3 separate regions of the Anser cygnoides genome follow, and regions 2 and 3 are each linked to region 1. A link is a contact called in public Hi-C data. All regions are on one chromosome and are shown on one strand. The core of a region is the stretch at or near the end of the contact, and the rest is flanking DNA. Distances in the headings are between cores, read along the strand shown. Region 1 has its middle 13 kb from the start of USP47. Region 2 holds the start of AMPD3 (adenosine monophosphate deaminase 3). Region 3 holds the start of IRAG1 (inositol 1,4,5-triphosphate receptor associated 1).

The links. A called contact is a pair of places that touch in the nucleus more often than the background predicts.
Region 2: a contact with region 1 is called in a Hi-C map of liver, with 2.4 times the contacts expected there. The contact joins the promoter of AMPD3 here to the enhancer-like site in region 1. A contact is called at or near these places in 2 of 7 Hi-C or Micro-C datasets (granulosa cells and liver).
Region 3: a contact with region 1 is called in a Hi-C map of liver, with 2.2 times the contacts expected there. The contact joins the promoter of IRAG1 here to the enhancer-like site in region 1. A contact is called at or near these places in 2 of 7 Hi-C or Micro-C datasets (granulosa cells and liver).

Annotation. Positions count from the first base shown.
Region 1 is chr5:1,821,573-1,824,081 of Taihu_goose_T2T_genome, forward strand. No RefSeq gene overlaps it. Among named protein-coding and RNA genes, the nearest start is that of USP47, 13 kb to the left of the region's middle. Within about 2 kb of position 1,254, at least 2 of the 3 cell types and tissues checked have open chromatin away from gene starts, as enhancers often do. A contact at or near this core is called in liver, where this site is marked.
Region 2 is chr5:2,607,460-2,609,968 of Taihu_goose_T2T_genome, forward strand. It overlaps AMPD3 (adenosine monophosphate deaminase 3), which reads right to left and starts at 1,253. Exons shown (of 16, transcript XM_048070162.2): 1 at 1,173-1,253; 2 at 1-304. The coding sequence starts at 1,226. SBF2 (SET binding factor 2) reads left to right here and starts at 1,173. Exons shown (of 41, transcript XM_048070143.2): 1 at 1,173-1,250.
Region 3 is chr5:2,430,260-2,432,768 of Taihu_goose_T2T_genome, forward strand. It overlaps IRAG1 (inositol 1,4,5-triphosphate receptor associated 1), which reads left to right and starts at 1,253. Exons shown (of 25, transcript XM_066997317.1): 1 at 1,253-1,382. CTR9 (CTR9 homolog, Paf1/RNA polymerase II complex component) reads right to left here and starts at 1,250. Exons shown (of 25, transcript XM_013189015.3): 1 at 1,074-1,250. The coding sequence starts at 1,118.

The DNA of each region.
Region 1 (2,509 bases), core at 4-2,503:
TGCATGAATCCAGTGCCAGAAATCAGGAGGAAAAAACATACCAGGAAATTAATAAGACAAAAACATCCTTGTTGTTTCACTGCTGAGCAAACGAAAAGGAATGTATTTACATGCATTTACTGGAGGTTAAGACTAACTTGTTATTTAAGTATACTAGAATGTAGTGAGTGGGTTGGAAAGAAATACGCTGTTATATTGAAATTAGTACAGTTCTAACAGATAAAGGATGCTCGATTACCTTACTGAGGTCTCTATTATCCACAAGCCTTCTGCACAATAACGTATGCACATCTCTGTGCTATATTCTGTCTGCATCATCAGCCAGTTAAGAGGTGTTATTAAGAATATACCTTTTCATAACTTCTGATATGGGAATGGTTTAATTAGATTCTTAGTTGAATAACTGAAGTTCAGTGGCTACATTTTAGTTTACACTAATGTTAAGTTCTGCAATTGGAAAGGAAGGTCAAGTCAGTAGGGAAAGATTTTGTCAACACTAAAAACTTTTATGCTGATCTTCTATGATACTGTAGGAATTGTCCTTGATTTTATGTCATGTGTATGTCTTGGGTATGTTGAAGTCCTTTAATAACTTAATCTAGGTTAAACTTAAACCCTTTTTTATTGTATTTTTTTATTTTCAAGGTCTACCTGTCAAGTCTTCATTTCTGTGTAGCTAGAAGAGTTTTGACTTTATTCTTGAGAAAGGGAGAATAAGAGAAACAAAGTTGAGCTGAATTAAGCTTAGTCGGATTTAGGTCAACCAACATTAAAAGAGTTTAAAGTATGAAAAGGTAATTCCATGTTTTCTTGCTATTTTAGAAAAACAATTTAACACTAGTTCAAAAATAACAAAGGTATTATGAAAGTGTTATACTTGCCTTCTTTATCTTATGTTTTTGTGACAAATAGATTTTTTTCATTAAAAGAATTAGCTTTTGATTTAAACATTTAAGCTATTTAAGTAAAGCTCTTATTTACTATTACTTGTATGTTTTCTACAGAGGGGTGTTTTTCTACGAAGTTGTCTACAAATTTGAAATTCAGTATTTTACTGCAGAGAACACAATTTTTCTTCATCTAGCAATCTGTACCACCCCTATTTTTTTTAATCTTAAGATGTAATCTTACATACTTAAGGCATAGCTCCAACAGAACAGTGAGAAGCTGCTCTTCTGTTAACTTTGCATTCTGTCTTCTCTAGGTCTTAGTGAAATACTAAAGGTTCTTTACTTCTCATCGTCTGAAGATCTTGTTTTTCAGATAAGGCACTTGTACTTCCTAGTTTCTGACTTGCTACCAGTTTTGAGCGTGCTAAATAATCAAGAAAGGATAAGGTATAAAAACACACTTTGTTCAATTTGTAAAATACAATAACTTCAGATTACTATTTATATAGGTATGTCAAATTCAGTGTTGCTGGTAGAAAGGAAATCATGCACTTACAGGTTAAGAACAGATGGGAAGGCAACAAAGAGTTTCAGATAAAGGAGCAATAGAAGAATGCAGTTTCACAGCTCTGTTTTTGTGACGTCGATCAGTTTTTTTGTGCCTATTCCATTCATGGTATTAGTGCAAGTAACCTGTTCTGTAAGCTATCACTGATTTGTGCGTGATGTCTGTAGAATACCTAGGCTAGCATAGTCACCAAGGTCAAAGTACAAACTTCTGTAATGATCTACTATTACAAGCTTGCTATCTACAGTAAACTTTTTTTTTTTTCTCTGAACAGATGTGTGATAAGCCTTTTACTATTTAAAATAGGGTAAGAGTAGCTGAAATGGAAGGCCATACTGAAAGGGGCTAACATCCTTCACGGACAAGAGTTTAAGTGAGGCTTTTTAACAAATTGCACTTAAACAGATTTGGTGAAATACTGATGGCAGAAGCATTGTTAAACAAGTAAGGTGAAGATAACATGGGAAATAGACAAGGCATGAGAATAGATTTTTAAATTTGGGGTAGTTACTATCAAAGTACAAAAAAGGTGCTGTTATTCTTACTTTTCTACACTTCTACTCACTTCCATTGTGCCAGATTATCTGTTTGGCATTTTGATCTACTTTTGAGAGAATTTTTATAGAGATAATATTTTGTTTCTTATATAGTGACATTTTAAGAGTAGATCTCTTTGTTCAGTTAGCACAAAATGAAGTGGAATTTGGATATTTAGGTATTCCTGTAATAGGATTAATAGCATGAATTATTTACTCCTCTAGCTTTTTCTTTAAGTACAGTACTCCTCAGAAGCTTGGTGCTCCAACCTTATGGAAAGGTCAGCTTATTTATCCATTTTTTTTTTATGGAGACTTTGCAATAATTTGGTAGCACTTTGAAGCAAACAGTCAGAAGGATGAGATCTCTTAAATCAGGAGCATTTAGATGGTCTCTTCCATATAAAGCAGAGTTAAGTAGCCCAGGTTGTAACAGCTGTGTGGTGCTTCTATGAGGCTGTTTTCTCAGGGCTGACGGTGAACCAAAGGTTGCAAAGGGAATGGAGAGGAGGTGG
Region 2 (2,509 bases), core at 3-2,502, 790 kb after region 1:
GCCGCCTCAGAGGGAGCCGCTGTCCCGCGTCGCGGCTGGCCGCTTCCCTTCGGAGGCTTCGGGACAGCCGTCGCGTTGTCACATGGCTCCGCGCGGCCGGGGGAGGGAGCTCCCCGGGGCGGGCCGCCTCAGCCCGGCCCGCCTCGCCTCGCCTCCGCCGCGGGCCGGCCGGCGCCGGGCGCCCCGTGAGGGCCGGTTTCCCGAGCACTTCCCTCAAACCACTTCCTTCAAAAGCACTTTCACACACAAAGCTCCGCTTCGGCAGCAGAACGTCGCGAGGCCGGTACAAAGATGCCGCTTGATGAGTTAAGTTTGCTGCCAGTGCATCCCTATCAGGAGTATTTTCAACGATGCTCGTCCCTCTGTAGAGACACGGTTTGGGTGCCAGTATAACATAAAAAGCAACTGGAAAATAAATCTACTTAGTAAAGAGCCCAAGACAAATAACTGAAGGTCCAAACAAGCATGACTCAGCAAGAATGAAGACTGTAGCATGTTAAATAATTTGTCGCCATTGTGAGAGATTCTAGGCCCTGGAGCTGAACAGTTTAGAAATGTTTAAGATGAGTTCAGGTTACAACATATGGAGTCGAATCCTAAGGCATTTAAATACAAAAGTATCTTTCCAGTGGAGGGAAGCACTGGGAATGAAGCAATTGGAGAAAAGGTCCTTAGTGTAAGATGACAAACAGGGTAAAGGTAACTCTCCCAAAGCATGTCAGGCATCAGGTAGTTCTGTGTTCCAACTTGGTCAATGAAGAAATTCTCCATTCATAAACTTCAGGGTCTTCAGAAATTGTTTTGCCTCACACAGCTGGTGTGAAAGAAAGGGAAGTAAAAAGAAATTCGGTGACTCTACAAAATACGAGTTGCAAAGAAGACCAGCTGTTTTGAGTCTTATGCTAGTATCAACCTAGTATCAACACAATCATATTTATCTATTGTGGGACTTGTGCAAAACAAAAGAAAAAAGTTTAAAAAAATAAAAAAGTGAAGAGTTATGTCTACAGGTATTGTGTGAGTCATGGAACTATTGATGCCAGACATTTGAAAACAAGGCAGACATCCAAAATCATAAGATTGGTTTTAAAATAATGATGGTGGAAAAAAATAGACAATTTCTTCTCTTAGCTTGAAAAAAGGCTTATGCTGCATATGAATGTTTCTCCCACAGTAACTTTGAATGTCTTCATGAGCTGCTGCCAGGCTACACCCAGATGAGCCATTTGCTGCCCAGGAAACTACATACTGTAAGTGTCTGTAATTCTGACTCATGGTTGTCCTGCCCACATGATACATGAGTAAAGGACACCTGTTGTTGTTGGCCATTCAGTACACCCGTTGACTGCTGGTGCATTTGTCCGGATTCCTTTCTCCTATTTCCCTAGTCCTTCTCCCAACCACCTGCCTGAACTTGCCCGAACTTAGCTGCTTCCCATCCCAGCGTTTTCCTGGCAGTATGGGCTCCTTACTGAGTCTCTAATCATAATTGTGCCCTCCCTGCCTGCTGGGCTTAGATATCCCATGGCTTCTTGGATTCCTCTTCTCAGCTTGGCAAATGACTTGCCTCCACGCTTGATTTCATCTCTGTTCTAAGCTACGCAAGGCCTTGTGATAGTTCCCTCATGTGCTGTTGCTGGCTTTCTACCAACCACAGTGAAAGAACAGCAGTCTCAAAGATAACTGAGTTTCTACAATTTTTTTTTTCATGGAAACAGACAGCTCTGTACACCCCAAGTTAAGAGAATGTGGTAGCGTGAGTTCACATTTTATGAAGACCAGAGAATTCACATAGAAGGGAAAACTTTAAAATGCCTTAGCAAAGAAAAAGCTTCTGTAAGCATTGAGGTACAAATCCATAAGGACCGAGGACACTTGTTCTAGAAGACCATTGAACTATTTCAATTAGTTTTCTTTTTTTTTTTTTTTAAAGTAGAAGTTAGCATGGGTTGTAAGCATGATAATAAATTGACAAGAAAATGCTTCAGAACCTCTGACTTTTTGCAGAAGCAATTACTATGGCTAGTTATTTTATAAACTGTGTTCAGAACATACATTTGCTAGTGGTTCCAGCTACTTTCATGTCCTGTCTCTGCTCTTATAATGAACAATTCACATGTACCTTTGGAAAACGGAATTTACACTCAGCTGGCAACTATGAAATAGCATATTTTCAAAGGTAGGTGCTGTGTACACTTCCATGAGCACCTGCTATGCATAAAGGCATTATACTTTGTATCTAGACTCAGAACACCCCAGTGATGTCAGTTAACACCTTGTTAAACACGCACCATCTGACCTATAGAGGAGTCTATCTGCCTGTCCAATTTATGCTTGTATTTAGCATATTAAAAGTAGTGCAAGTCTCCAGAGTTATTTTAAATGTTCTAATTCCTAATATAAAATGTCAATACTTTTCTGAAACCGCCAGGGTTTTGGTTCACTTCTTTCAGGTAGCTGCAGTTCTTCCAGGTAAGTTTTGCACTGTGTAAAAATAAATTTCTTTTTA
Region 3 (2,509 bases), core at 3-2,502, 610 kb after region 1:
AGTAAGGGAACAGTGCAATTGTTGCACCCAGGTTCGTCCCATGATACCAGTGCAGGTTCTATTACTCCTACAATGGGGTTAGAGCCATCCAGTTTATCAGGACTTACTGTTTTGATTACCCAAAATCAGAGTGCCAACACATTTTTTTTTCTACAACTACTGTTATTTTTAGTTTGAATGTTTTTTAACTCGGGCAATACCAACAGCAAACTAAGATCGTTATTAATGAAAAATAGGTATTATCACAATTTTTTTACTTCCATATTTATTTACTGTGTAGGTAAGTTATATTTCATAGCAGCCATTAGTGATTAATCCAAAACTTAGGACTCAAGTGGCTCTAAGCATAAGTTGAAGAACACTACCAAGATCAATTATTCATGTTGACACCTATTTCTGTCACAGAACAGTGTTCCTCCCCCATCCCCCATATAACCTGCAGAGAATACACCACAGAAATACCTTTGTGAGACTTAAGGACACATTAGCAATTGTCTGGAAACTTGTTAAAGAAAGGACAAGGAGTTAATGTATATGTTCACAAAAAGAGTTTTTCAATCCATAAACAACATGTTTCAACACCTTATTCAGGTAAACTATTGAGTTGATGTCTGCTGCGAGGTGCTTCAACCTCAAACTTTCCACCACCCTGTGAATTTCCAACTACTTCTATCAAATCTGCCTAACCTCGGCTTGTGCCAGATTACCTTAAGCACAGTTAAAGAAATCCGTGAATCCACCCCGAAATAACATCGCAGAGGGGACCAAGCGCCCCACTTGTGTCTTTGTGAAAACTCCCTCAACAGAAAAATCGGTGCAGTCTGGATCACCGGTGTCTGTCCAGGAGAAGACCCGAGGCAGGCAAGGCACGAGCTGAGCGGCAGGTAGCGCTCCCAGCGGGGACTCGGCTCCTCCGCGCCCAGCTGCTCGGCACACCGGCTTTGCGGGGCCGGGGCCGCCCTCCCTCACGGAGGAGCCCCGCGGACAGCCCCCGGCCCCGCGGACAGGCGACAACCACCTGCACGCCGCAGCTCCTCCCCGTCCCATCCCCAGGCCACACCACCCCGACTCGCCTCATCGGTGTCCCGCAGGGGGATCTCGATAGAGCCCCGCGACATGATGCCAGTGACGAGGCCGCCGCCGCCGCCACCCAGCAGCCGGCCGCGAGCGCGTAACGGCCGCGGCGCGCGCACTTCCCTCACTGCCGCCGACTGACCCGGACGTGCTCGGGCAGAGGGGCGGGGAGAGGCGGCCCGGCTCCGCCCCCGAGACGCAGCGAGCCAATCGCCGCGAAGAACCGGCCGCGAGGGCCGCCTCGCACCCGCGCGACGGGAGGCGGGAAGGCTCCGGAGTGCTGGTGCGCGCGCGGCCGCGTTGCTGAGGTAACGGCGGCCTCGCGGGCGCCCCTCAGCGAGCGGCTGGGACCCGGGACCCGTGCTCGCGGCGCCTCCCGCCGCTCTCCGACAGGCACCGACCCCTTACGTGGGAGCGGCTCCTTCAGGACGCCGTTGGGGCGCAATGGGGGCTTGCGGGCAGGTGTATGTGTGTGTCGTGCTGACCTACACAAGTATACACACAGGGTCACACTGTGTATTTATTCACACACACTGATAAATTCAACAGGTGGCGCCTGGTTGCTCTCTGCTTGTGAGATCATGATTCCCTCAGGGAACGTCCCGTGACTTTTTTAAAACGCTAAAGACTTCCAACTGAACGTATTAAAAAGTGTGGATTTTTCCTATCTTGGTGGAAAAACAATCACTTTATAAATCCAGATACGTGTTATCTGACTAGCTCAGGTAGCGTAGCATCGTTAATACATATTTGCAATTTTCTAGGTACAACTTAGCCAAGTATTAATTTTCAAATTATCTAAGTGTTTTTAATTACAGATACTGAACCTAAAACATTTTTGAACCTGGCTACTGATCCTTGAGCTTGTTTTGTGTGGCAGGCCCATTCAGCTGTGTGGAGGTGCATGAGTAAAGAAGAAATTACAGAATTGGGTTCCTAAACTTTTCCAGTTAGCACAGCACATGTATTGATGAGTTTACATAAAACATGGGATGTATAGCAACATTGAACAAATCTTAAGTATTTCTGAAGCTGTACCAAGGAAAAAAAGACTAGTAAGACTAAAAGCTCCTATTGCATTTCTACTGAGATTAGAAAAAGTGACATATTACTTACACAGCCTATTAAACCCTAAAGCAAACTTGACTTTGGCCTGTAGGTAACCATCCACATAATACAGAATTTTGACTGAACAGAATGTCATAACTGTAAAACATTAAAATTGTTAAGTTTTATTTTAAAATTACTTTAAAATTACTATAATAGTATGTAGTATAGTATTAAATAACTTGTAGTATCAGTTGCTTTCTGCAGCAGAATTAATATTTTTAATTACTTAACATTTTGAATTTGAACGTTTATTTGAGCACTAATTATTCTGAACTGAATTGCCAGGTCCAATAAAGTGTAACTACCATGTCTCCTTGAGCTCCAT